2 separate regions of the Macaca mulatta genome follow, and region 2 is linked to region 1. Evidence: chromatin contacts called from public Hi-C data. All regions are on one chromosome and are shown on one strand. Each heading gives the region's core, a stretch centred on a gene start, on an enhancer-like site or on the middle of the called end of the contact. The rest is flanking DNA. Distances are from core to core; before and after follow the strand shown.

The links. A called contact is a pair of places that touch in the nucleus more often than the background predicts.
Region 2: a contact with region 1 is called in a Hi-C map of CD4 T cells, with 2.8 times the contacts expected there. The contact joins the promoter of TIMM10B here to the promoter of TPP1 in region 1. A contact is called at or near these places in 4 of 14 Hi-C or Micro-C datasets (CD4 T cells, blood, fetal cortex germinal zone and 1 more).

What each region holds. Positions count from the first base shown.
Region 1 is chr14:59,161,659-59,167,941 of T2T-MMU8v2.0, forward strand. TPP1 (tripeptidyl peptidase 1) reads left to right here and starts at 3,264. Exons shown (of 13, transcript XM_001108748.5): 1 at 3,264-3,312; 2 at 3,429-3,500; 3 at 3,781-3,920; 4 at 4,926-5,076; 5 at 5,274-5,401; 6 at 5,549-5,727; 7 at 5,821-6,019; 8 at 6,172-6,283. The coding sequence starts at 3,269. DCHS1 (dachsous cadherin-related 1) reads left to right here. Exons shown (of 22, transcript XM_077963587.1): 22 at 1-1,370. The coding sequence ends at 920.
Region 2 is chr14:59,302,082-59,308,364 of T2T-MMU8v2.0, forward strand. TIMM10B (translocase of inner mitochondrial membrane 10B) reads right to left here and starts at 2,544. Exons shown (of 4, transcript XR_013404052.1): 1 at 2,380-2,544; 2 at 2,193-2,288; 3 at 1,757-2,001; 4 at 991-1,209. It overlaps ARFIP2 (ADP ribosylation factor interacting protein 2), which reads left to right and starts at 2,703. Exons shown (of 8, transcript XM_015114974.3): 1 at 2,703-2,812; 2 at 3,625-3,725; 3 at 3,977-4,073; 4 at 4,783-4,901; 5 at 5,082-5,303; 6 at 5,844-6,001; 7 at 6,150-6,283. The coding sequence starts at 3,627.

The DNA of each region.
Region 1 (6,283 bases), core at 2,014-4,513:
CACCTAGTCCACCACCCTCTGAGCACCTCTATCACCAGACTCTTCCCAGCTATGGTGGGCCAGGAGCTGGAGGACCCTACCCCCGTGGTGGCTCCTTGGACCCTTCACATTCAAGTGGCCGAGGCTCAGCAGAGGCTGCAGAGGATGATGAGATCCGCATGATCAATGAGTTCCCCCGTGTGGCCAGTGTGGCCTCCTCTCTGGCTGCCCGTGGCCCTGACTCAGGCATCCAGCAGGATGCAGATGGACTGAGTGACACATCCTGTGAGCCACCTGCCCCTGACACCTGGTATAAGGGCCGAAAGGCAGGGCTGCTGCTGCCAGGTGCAGGAGCCACTCTCTACCGAGAGGAGGGGCCCCCAGCCACTGCCACAGCCTTCCTGGGGGGCTGTGGCCTGAGCCCTGCACCCACTGGGGACTATGGCTTCCCAGCAGATGGCAAGCCATGTGTGGCAGGTGCACTGACAGCCATTGTGGCCGGCGAGGAGGAGCTCCGTGGCAGCTATAACTGGGACTACCTGCTGAGCTGGTGCCCTCAGTTCCAACCACTGGCCAGTGTCTTCACAGAGATCGCTCGGCTCAAGGATGAAGCTCGGCCATGTCCCCCAGCTCCCCGTATCGACCCACCACCCCTCATCACTGCCGTGGCCCACCCAGGAGCCAAGTCTGTGCCCCCCAAGCCAGCAAACACAGCTGCAGCCCGGGCCATCTTCCCACCAGCTCCGCACCGCTCGCCCATCAGCCATGAAGGCTCCCTGTCCTCAGCTGCCATGTCCCCCAGCTTCTCACCCTCTCTGTCTCCTCTGGCTGCTCGCTCACCCGTTGTCTCACCATTTGGGGTGGCCCAGGGTCCCTCAGCCTCAGCACTCAGCACAGAGTCTGGCCTGGAGCCACCTGATGACACGGAGCTGCACATCTAGCTGTGGCCCAGGCTGGGCCCCGACCTGGGATGCGCATAGTGTCCCCAATGCAGGTCCCACTCTGAGCCTGCCCTGGGCAGCCTCGTACTATGACTGGCTACGGGGAGGCCACCACCAGGCCCCAGCTCTCCACCCTGAACTCCCCAGCCCCCTCAGAGCACTAGGACCATAGAAGTCCTGTTGGTCACTGACCTGTGACCAGATCCAATGTGGGGAGAAATATGAAGGAGGTAGCAGCCCTGGGTTCTCAGTGAGGGCTCCCTGCCCTGCACCAGCACCCTGAGATGGAGCTGAGACTTTATTTATTGGGGGTAGGGGGATGGAGGAGGTCCCTCCAACATGTTTGGACCCAGCTCCTTTGGGTTCCACTGACGCCCCTGCCCCTGCCCCTGCCCAGAACCAAGTGCCAATTCTCACTCTGGAGCCTTAATAAACTGCAATTTGTATCCAGTCTCCAGCTTTGTTCTATAGGGATGACTGGAAGACACCTGGCAGAGTATTGTGGATACCTCAGGAGGCACAGAGGGGTGGTGGGGTGGGGATGGCACTGGGAGCTCAGGAGCCTAGCCTGAGGCTGATGATCACATCTCTCTGCAGCTAATCTTTTCCTTCTAATATGGGCAAGAGGCCAGCAGGGCCTTGAGAGGGATCAGTTGGGTGTGAAAGGGGATCTTGGGGATGACCAGCTCTAGGCCCGAAATTCTTTTTTTAAAATAAGTCGGGGTGGGTACAAGAGCAGTCAAGGGGTTTATTTGTTTTTCTTGGGGCCACTAAATATCCACATTGTAATAATAGCTCAATTTGTTGAGCCTTTGTCATGTCAGGCTTTCTGCAGGTGGCTGTCTTGCTTCATCTCAGTGTAAATTTTCACAGTCATACAAAGGGATTTGGGAACCACTGGTGTAGACCATTCTTTGGGGGAGCCAGGCTGTGAGGGAAAGGCGATTGGCCAATATTTGAGAAGTTCATGGGACTGAGGAAATTAGAAAAAAAAAATAAAGTGGTCAAAGAGAAATGTTTCTGAGCATGATGCTAGTAAATACAGCTCTAGGATCCAAGCTTAGTGGGAAACTGGAGGGATCAATGGACAGGAGGAAGTCAGATTAATAGGAGTAAGGAAAAACAATAGCTTGAAAAAACAGAAGGTTATAGTCTAAGAAAGGATTCTATAATTATAATTTCAAAGGTAGAGCAGTTTTGAGAGATAGCAAGCCCAAGTGTAGCCATGGGACTGGTTTGCTTCAGTGAAGTGAAGGTAATGCTCCTTGGGTTTAATGAGATGAAGAAATGGAAGGTTAGGGTGTTGAATGGGTCTTTTACCTAGATAATTTGATCATCTAGGTCAAATGATCGCAGGAATTGGGATGGAGAGAAAAGTGAAGTGCCGTAATCTTCAGCGTGGGAATATGATCTATAGGTTATGGATGTCAGTGGCCTGTAGGAAAACAGCAAGAGTAGAGGGATCTATCTAAAAAGTATTGAGGTCAGAACAAGGGATTTTACATGAGTATAGGATTAATGGTTTTAGAAGTTAAAATGACACTGCTGACACCATCTTCCATATGGATTTTTTGGGGAAAAAAATACTTAAGAAGACTGGAAGGGAACTGAATCCTCAGGGTTTTAACTCTCATTGAAAATCTTCTTGTAATGACCCCAATTCGAAGCAGTAAACTCAGACCTTGTGGGCTTTGAGTTACCATTAGAAAGAAGCAAAGGTCTGTTTCCATTTTAGTCACCTGAGCCCACTAAACAAGATGCAAGATTCCTCCGTGGCTCTTGGAACAAAGTTGATTTCCTTGAAAACCTTGGGACCCGTAATAAACAGGACCCCAGCTGATTTTAGATCTCCTGGGAAGCTACTTAAAACTGGAAACGGATTTGAATAAAAGGATCCTGATCTTGCAAAAGCTCTACTCTGTTCATAAATGTAGTCCTAAAATGAACACAAAATTGATAATATGGAGACATAGAGGATAAAGGAGGAAAAAATTTTTTCACTGCAATATTTTCAAGGCAGATCACTTTTATGTAAGTCTCCATATTGTAAATGCAGAAACCTAGGCTCTGAGAGGTTATTTTGCTGATATCATATAGCTAGGAAGAACCCCGGTCTGTGGGTCTCTAGAGCCTACTCACTTGTGGTGACTCCCAGGGGACCAAGCTCAGGCTGCAGGTGGGGAGCACTGGGCTTACTCAGCGCTTGACTGGCCAGAGGGGAGAATCCGAGTGGCGGCACCACCCTTGCCTAGCATTCAGGACCACCCACGCAAGGGAGGAGCCAGCACCGTCACTAGTTACTAGGCAGAGGGTTGGTGGTGGACTATAGGGTTCATGTGATCTGTCACATGACAGCAGATCTGCGGAAGGGCAGAATGGGACTCCAAGCCTGGTGAGAAATTGAGAGGGCTGGGGAGAAAGGGATCACGTTGGGGGGAGCATACATTGGGAGGGTGGGAACACAAGGACAATGTAGCTCCCACTGAAACCCACCTGCTGCCCTTACAGCCTCCTAGGGCTCTTTGCCCTCATCCTCTCTGGCAAATGCAGTTACAGCCCGGAGCCCGACCAGCGGAGAACGTGAGTTGACTTAGCACAGACCACCCCGTTCCCCATACCCTGTTCTGCCTCTCACTGTCCTGGTCCTAGCTTCTCTCACCCCCATGCCAGCTCCTAGTACACACTCCATAGTTTCATCTCTAGGTTCCTAGGCTCAGTCCCCTGTCATTCACCTCATGTGATCTGTATCTGCTCCTAGGATCCTACCCAAGGTCTCAGCTCCTAATCTGGAACCTTCCATGACCAATATTTTTCATCTCTACCCTAACCAAAGCCATGTCCCTGACCCCTGACCCTACAGGCTGCCCCCAGGCTGGGTGTCCTTGGGCCGTGCGGACCCTGAGGAAGAGCTGAGTCTCACCTTTGCCTTGAGACAGCAGAACCTGGAAAGACTCTCGGAGCTGGTGCAGGCTGTGTCGGATCCCAACTCTCCTCAATACGGTGCCTTTTGGGACTGAGGACAGGATGTGGGATGCAGTGGAGGGACACAGGGCTGGGTTGGGCATGGGATGGTGATCATGTCAGGGCCTGACAAGACACTTGTGTTCCTCAGGCTAGAAACCTAAAAGGGGATGTGGTTCAGCATATAGGCTTTATGATCAAACATGAACTCAAATTCTGACTCTGCTACTTACTAGCTACCAGGCAAACGGGAAAATAGCATCTAGTACAACTTAAGTTCCTTCCCCTACCCTTGAATCCATTCTAATTTCTTCTGTTCACATACTAAGGCTGCCAGTTCTAACTCCCAAAGAGCCTTTGGATTAGTTTACTTCTTGCTGTCCTTTGTTACTACCAACTCATTTATTCCCACTCCTGGACTACTGCCCAGCTCCCCAGCTGATCTGCAGTCTCCTCCCTCCACCCCACCCCTCACTGTACTCCCCCACTCTGCTTCAAAAGTCTCTCCAACAGTCAGAATGGATTGGTTCCTTCTCCTGGTTAAAGCCCTTCACAGCAGGGGGAGTGTGCACATGTGAACTGCAGAGGCTGGGGACAGGGCAGTGTGACACTAGTATGCATGGCAGGAAACAGTGACTCACCATCGTGTTAAGCTTAAAATCAACAAGTATGCAAATTTGAGCTAAACTGGATAACTAGTGCCAAGAGATTTGAAAACATTTACTGGACATAAGCTTAAGATTAAAATGGAAAATTTATATGTATTAATCTCATTGATTTTCATGATCATGGCAATACATGCTGTGGTGTGACATTTGCAACTTACTGGCCTTTAGGGTAAATCCATATTCTTGGCCATGGCATTTCAAGTCTCTCCAGCCTTTTCTTCTTCTGCTCCCCAAGTACAACCTACACCTGCACGCACAACCCTCCTTTACCCTGATCCAGGCTTTGGGAAGTCCTGATGTCTCATAGTCGAGGTCCAAAACGGGGAGTTTGGGAAAGCAACGAATGAGGGCAAGTGCCGCTTCTGAATCCCTGCAGGAAAATACTTGACCCTAGAGAATGTGGCTGATCTGGTGAGGCCATCCCCACTGACCCTCCACACGGTGCAAAAATGGCTCTTGGCAGCCGGAGCCCAGAAGTGCCATTCTGTGATCACACAGGACTTTCTGACTTGCTGGCTGAGCATCCGGTGAGAGGAAATGATTTCTCCATGGAGGGCACCAGTCATCCCCTCAGTGAGATGGATGGGAGGGAGCTGAGAGCTTGCTGGGGCTTGTGGGTGGGAGCTGATGCATGGGGAGACAGTGACTGACTGCCCAGGGATGCTCAGAGGCAGCTTCTTCTGTTCTGTTTTGAGCTTTCTGACCTCTGTTTTCTGACCTCCAGGCAAGCAGAGCTGCTACTCCCTGGGGCTGAGTTTCATCACTATGTGGGAGGACCTACAGAGACCCATGTTGTAAGGTCCCCACGTCCCTACCAGCTTCCACAGGCCTTGGCCCCCCATGTGGACTTTGGTAACACCTATGGGGTGAATGAGGGTTGGGGCAGACAGATCCAGGGGCTGGGGAAGTTTAGATGCCTTTGGAGACTGAGGGTAGGGTGAGTAGTAAGGTGGGCATTACAGTCTATAAGATCTCCTCAAGCCTGACTTCTCCCTACAGTGGGGGGACTGCACCGTTTTCCCCCAACATCATCCCTGAGGCAACGTCCTGAGCCGCAGGTGACAGGGACTGTAGGCCTGCATTTGGGGGTGACCCCCTCTGTGATCCGTAAGCGATATAACTTGACCTCACAAGACGTGGGCTCTGGCACCAGCAATAACAGCCAAGCCTGTGCCCAGGTGAGCCAAGCAAAGAGCCCCAGGGTCCTCAGTGCCTTGCCACACTGGGACTCACCCTCAGACCCACGACCTCTGCTCTGACTCCCTCCATAGTTCCTGGAGCAGTATTTCCATGACTCAGACCTGGCTCAGTTCATGCGCCTCTTCGGTGGCAACTTTGCACATCAGGCATCAGTAACCCGTGTGGTTGGACAACAGGGCCGGGGCCGGGCCGGGATTGAGGCCAGTCTAGATGTGCAGTACCTGATGAGTGCTGGCGCCAACATCTCCACCTGGGTCTACAGTAGCCCTGGTACTGCCAAGAGGACTGGACGGTGGGGAAGAGGGTGGGAGATGGGTATTGATCCCTGCCCCCTCAAGGGAATGCTGTAAGCTGGAGAGAGATCCTGACAACCCCCAATGACTATCTTTGTGCCCATCCCTCAAACAAAAATAATAATCCAGGCCGGCATGAGGGACAGGAGCCCTTCCTGCAGTGGCTCATGCTGCTCAGTAACGAGTCAGCCCTGCCACATGTGCATACTGTGAGCTATGGAGATGAGGAGGACTCCCTCAG
Region 2 (6,283 bases), core at 1,294-3,793, 140 kb after region 1:
TATTACTGTGGAAACCAATGTCTAAGAGCTTCAATTCCTCTAAAACAGGAAACAGGGTCACCTGATGAGGGGTATGGGATTAAAGACAGCTGTGAAGGTGTAAAATAACTGCCATGGTAATTAGAGAAGGAAATGGACCAGGAACCCATAAAGGTGCGTGCTGGTGTGAGGACTAGGTCAAGGTTGGAGGCCTTGAATATTTAGTGGCATTCATTACACAACTGTTTTTCTCTAGCAGAAATAGCAAAGACAGAATAAGTGGAATGATACAAAAAGATGGCCAAGGGTGGCAAGAAAATGGGGTGATGGAATGATATGCTATTCAGGCTGCTGAATACAGAAGTAAATTACACAAAGTTGGGGGGCGGGGGAGGCAATAATGAGAAAAGAACGGAGAGGCTGGAATTAGAAATCACAGAATGGGCCGGGCGCGGTGGCTCAAGCCTGTAATCCCAGCACTTTGGGAGGCCGAGGCGGGCGGATCTCGAGGTCAGGAGATCGAGACCGTCCTGGCTAACACGGTGAAACCCCCGTCTCTACTAAAAAATACAAAAAACTAGCCGGGCGAGGTGGCGGGTGCCTGTAGTCCCAGCTACTCGGGAGGCTGAGGCAGGAGAATGGCGGGAACCCGGGAGGCGGAGCTTGCAGTGAGCTGAGATCCGGCCACTGCACTCCAGCCTGGGCGACAGAGTGAGACTCCGTCTCAAAAAAAAAAAAAAAAAAAAAAAAAAAAGAAAGAAATCACGGATTGTACTCAATGAGACCAATGTGGGGCAGATGATGGAAAGCTGGAATTAGGAGATTCTAGACAAGCAGTGAAACATTAAGGTAGCATTAAGGAAGTCCCGAAGATTTCGTTTTATCCTTTTTATCATAACCATTGCCATCTACTTCCCCCTTCAGTTTTTCTTCCTCAGATTTGGCTGTATTGCAGAATACGGTCCCCAACTTTCTCCCTTCCCGATTGCCCGTAAGACAAGCACACAGACCTTGGTTCAAAGGTTTTACTGCTCATCCTGAGAAGACTGTACAAACTAAGAAAGTAACAACCTGGGGAAATGGCTGAAGTTCCAAGACTCCAGACTTCTTACAGGTTTCATCTCTCTTCTGTGGCCACTAACTTCTCAAGGAGGCAGTGCCCAAAAGCCCTGTGGTTTTTTGATCCGTTGTACTTCGACAGCTTCTCCTTTCCCTAGATCCAGCAGAATTCTAGACATATAAGACATAGTTCACAAAACAACAGTTATGAACCAACAAATACTTGGTTCACGGTTATAAGCCATTGAAGTCAGTCAGACTTAAGGACAACTAGACAGAGCTCCCATTTTCTGTCATCTGGGCAGGAACCAATCTCCTTTTGTATCAAATGGCCTTCTGGTACATTCTGGAATCTTGCTTCCTCATCTATTTAGTGAGGCTAATACCGCTTACTTGTAGTTTTGTTGTAAACTAAGATAAAGCCTGACATATTACTCATTTTAAAATTGTACACACAGACCCTGCTTTAACCAGATGCCTGCAAATACTCAGGTTTTCCTTCTACATATAGAAGACAACTTATCAGCTGCCAGGGCTGAAGCCAGCAGATATGGCTAAATGACAGAACAAAGGATTATGCCAATAAAGTATGCAAAGCTTCCTTGCCCAGAATATAAATCAAACAGAGTAAAAAGCGAGTATATTGGCTCCAGGAAAAGGAGCAAGGACAGCCAGTTTTCAGGCGACCTCGAATTCTCTCCGTTTAGGATTCACCAACCCTAAGGTCCACTGGGTCCTTCAATCTGAGGGTCCATCCAGGGCCTTCCCTCCTGGGGTTGGAGATGGCTAGCTGCCTGATGGAGAGACCCCAGGCTGCTCAGCAGCAACGCCTGGCACAGCCGAGACAGCCTCGTAGTCTGCGATGCGGCGCTGTACCAGGGCAGGCATGAGCTGCACGTAAGCGGCCATGAGGCGGTGGTTGGAATGGATCAGCTTCCCAGCACAGCTGTGCAGACAGGCCTCCTAGAAGGAAGATAGGGTTTAAGCGGAGGACAAAGGTGTCCTGTCGGGCCCGCCTCCTTCCTTCCCCATGCACAGCCTAGGGGTGAGGGTCTGGGAAGGCCAGGACCAGAGGTAGGGGAAGTGGGGTGAGGAGGGAAGCAGTCTACCGCTAAACTCTGTTTGCAGCGTAACCTCCTTACACAGTTCCCCACCTCCTCAGCGTCCAGAGCTCGGTGGTGCAAGCTGGGCACACAACGCTGGAAGCAGAGTTCTGTCATCCGATTGTAGACCAACAGGAAGTCACGCAGCTGGGAGAAAACCGGGACCACGAACTCAGCGATATGTGCCCCACACTTCTACTCAAGGTCGCGCAGCCCAAAGTTTCCCAGGCCCGCGCACCATAACCCGAAGTTTCCAGCCCTCAGATCCCTGGCTCTATGGGGTTTCCGCGATGTGTGCAGGAATGCGAGCTGAACGTCTGGCCCCGAAACGACTTAGTTCTCACTCACGTTTCTCAGTTGCTGTTGCTGCTGCTGCTGCTCCATCACGCCACCGGCGCATGCTCTACGCCACTTCCTTTTCAGCTTCTCGGTGCCGCCCCGGAAGTAACCTCTCGCTGCTCTCGAGAACCAAGCTAGAGTATCGCCCTGCCCCGGCTTCGACGTCACTTCCGCCCTTATAATCTGCGACGTGGCCGGCTTCTTCTGCCCGGAGAGGACGTCACTTCCGCCGAGTCCCTGACCTGCTGCTAGGATCGCGACGGGAACTGGAGCCCGAGGTCCCCGCGCGGCCCGGGCCTGGCGCCCTGAGGGGAAGAGCGGCCCGGCCCGAGGTGAGAGGGACATGCTTGGGCGACGGGAAGTTGAACGCACAAACCTGTCCAGAGGGCAAGATGCCCCGAGCCCTGGGGAAGAATGAGGACACACCTGATGTCCAGGTGTATGGGGGTGGGGGCGGGGACTCACATACCTGGGAGACTGACTGTGGAAGGGATCACCGATATCCTGGTAAAGACAGGCTTTTGCCAGAGACTGGGAACATACACCAACTGATCTAACTAAGGCCTGGTGGGGAGGGCCCAAGGAAGAGGAGTTGTATGAGACGTAGGAGGGGAGACCCCCTGAAGGAAGGGGGAAGAAACACTAAAGGAGTGAGAAAGGCCAAGCAATGGAGAACAAACCTGAATGGGGGGTGAAGACCTGAGCCCTGGAAAGGGTCCATCTCCTGCTCAGCATAAACACGCCTGCATGGAGATAAGTTCTAAGAGAGCTACTTTCCCTCTTCACTGTTGTATTTTCATTGTCACAAATAGTACCTGACACAGAGTAGGCACTCACTAAATGTCTGCTGAATGACTGAATGAGTGTAGAATAATCACCAGAGGCCTGGTGAGGTTGGGGGCTTGTGAGAAGACACCGTGCTTTGGTGTGCCTGTGTACAAATGTGCATTTTGGAGGGGAGAAATACATATACCTGAAGAAAGGAATGATGACCAAACGCTGGGACACTCAAACCCTGGGACAGCCTTTAAAGAAATGACAGAGGAGGCTTCCTTCTTCTAGAGTGCTGGCCAGTGCCCAGAACTTCTGTGTTGGGCTTTGCAGGGTGCTGGGGTGGAGAGTTTTACTCCAATACCTTTCCTAGCCATGACGGACGGGATCCTAGGGAAGGCAGCCACAATGGAGATCCCTATCCACGGGAACGGTGAAGCCAGGCAGCTTCCTGAAGATGATGGGCTGGAGCAGGTGCTTCTGTTTGATTCTTCTAATTGTTTCAATTTAGGAATCCAATTTATAAATCCTGGGTTCTCACCCTCCATTCCAGTAGCCTTCCCCTGAACTTATCTGACTCCCTTAATTTTACATATCATTTTGATTCTGTGCAGACTTCCCTTGTGTAGTGTCTTTATGATGCTTGAATCCAAACTTGTTCCCACCTCCAAAATGCTTCTGCAGTCCCTATGTTCCTGAAGCAACCCCTCTTCTCTGGCCTATAGGACCTCCAGCAAGTGATGGTGTCAGGACCCAACCTCAATGAAACCAGCATTGTGTCTGGTGGCTATGGGGGCTCTGGTGATGGACTCATCCCCACAGGTATGAACAGAAACAGGAAGCTTGGGTGGAGGAGGGGACAGGAATGGTTTGGGGAAGCATAGGATATGTCTAGGAAAGCTTGAATAATGTCTGGAGATCTTAGGAACTTCTGCTTGTAGGAATCCCATGGACTCTCCTCAGCCCAAAAGCAACTCCCAGCATTGTCCATCCATTTCCCTTTTGCCACTTGGCCCCTGAAATGGCTCATTCGTCCTTTCCCTGCCACCACCTGAGTCAAGTTAAGACCTACTTCACAGGAATGCCCCCGCTCTACAGCTTGAGGCTGAGTTGGAACTTTGTGAGGCTTTTCAGAATTTTTAGATTCTAAAGTTTAGAGGAACAAACAGCCCTGAATCTCACACTAAGATTCCACATGGGAATGCAACCAGGTTTCTTGTTATCATGACCCACCATCCTTGACTCCTGCTGCCCCCAAACTCAGTGTATTTTCTTCTGTTTCCTCTGCCCCTATACACCAACAACTCCCTGCAAACCCCTCCTCTGGCCTCCAAGGAGGCCATATGTATATCAGGATTTGGTTATCACTGTGCAAGGTCCGAGTTCCTCCTAGTAAACAGGAGAATCCAGTTGTCTCTAGCATCTCCTTCAGGGAAGTCAATTTCATGTGCTGGGAGAGAAGCATGGGTGGGGCCACAGAGGTGTCTGGTGTATCTGAGAGAGGCTGGTGTCAGAGAACTTGATCCTTTAGGGTCTGGCCGCCATCCATCTCACAGCACCACTCCTGCTGGCCCTGGAGATGAGGTGGCTCGGGGCATTGCTGGAGAAAAGTTTGACATCGTCAAGAAATGGGGCATCAACACCTATAAGGTAGGATTTGAGCACCTCTCACTTCCCCAAAACTCGTTATGGGTACCTTTTTCCCCTTTCCTCATGATCGTAATATCCCATCTGTGGCTGAGAGTAGGAGCCTGGGTGGCGTTGGGGTAGATACCTGTTGTGTCGGGAGGCTATTAGGGTCTCTGATCTATTGCCCCGTTTCCCAATCAGTGCACAAAGCAACTGTTATCAGAACGATTTGGTCGAGGCTCACGGACTGTGGACCTGGAGCTAGAGCTGCAGATTGAGTTGCTGCGTGAGACGAAGCGCAAGTATGAGAGTGTCCTGCAGCTGGGCCGGGCACTGACAGCCCACCTCTACAGCCTGCTGCAGACCCAGCATGCACTAGGTGATGCCTTTGCTGACCTCAGCCAGAAGTCCCCAGAGCTTCAGGTGCCTCACCCAGACCAAAGAGGGTGGGGGAACTGGGCATGGGCCCTCCCAGGCAGTCATTCGTCATCCTCCCTCCCTCCTGCAGCCCACAGGGAGAACCCCTTCAGGGTGGGCCCAGCCCTACCCCCAGCAGCACTCACCTGTGGAGGCAGCCTAAGGGTTTGTACAGAGGTCCAGAAGTTGGAGGGGGTGGGGGAGGGGGCACACTAGGTGCTTCACAAATAACCCCTCTCTGCATTGGGGAGAATGCCTTCAGTGCTCAGCCTAATCAGAGCCCCTGCCCTGCTTGCCACACTAGCTCTTAGACTGTTCCAGTCTTGTGAACTTATCCAAGAATGCCCACCACCCACATTCCTACCCCAGGTATCCCCAGGGTGACCCCACTGACTTTTTAGCTAACAGAGCTTTGCTGGAGGCAGTCCTTGGTTCTTCCAGTTTTGCTGGCTGTTTCCTCCCCAGGGAGGAGGGGAATGAAGGGCTCTACAGCTCCAGTCAGGTAGGTAGTAGTATTCAAGGTCTGTTCCTCCCTTCTGCCCTCAGGAGGAGTTTGGCTACAATGCAGAAACACAGAAACTGCTATGCAAGAATGGGGAAACACTGCTAGGAGCTGTGAACTTCTTTGTCTCTAGCATCAACACACTGGTCACCAAGACCATGGAAGACACGCTCATGACTGTGAAACAGTATGAGGCTGCCAGGTGTGGGCACTGGCAGGGCTTAGGGTTTGGGGAGTTGGCTGGCATGGGTTGAAATTTGGGCATTAGGGACATAAGAATTCAGGAAGGAAAGGAGAGTATGTCTTGAGGATAAACGGGTGGAGACCAGCCTTTATCACCCCCTTCCCAGGCTGGAATATGATGCCTACCGAACAGACTTAGAGGAGCTGAGCCTAGGCCCCCGGGATGCAGGGACACGTGGTCGACTCGAGAGTGCCCAGGCCACTTTCCAGGCCCATCGGGACAAGTATGAGAAGCTGCGGG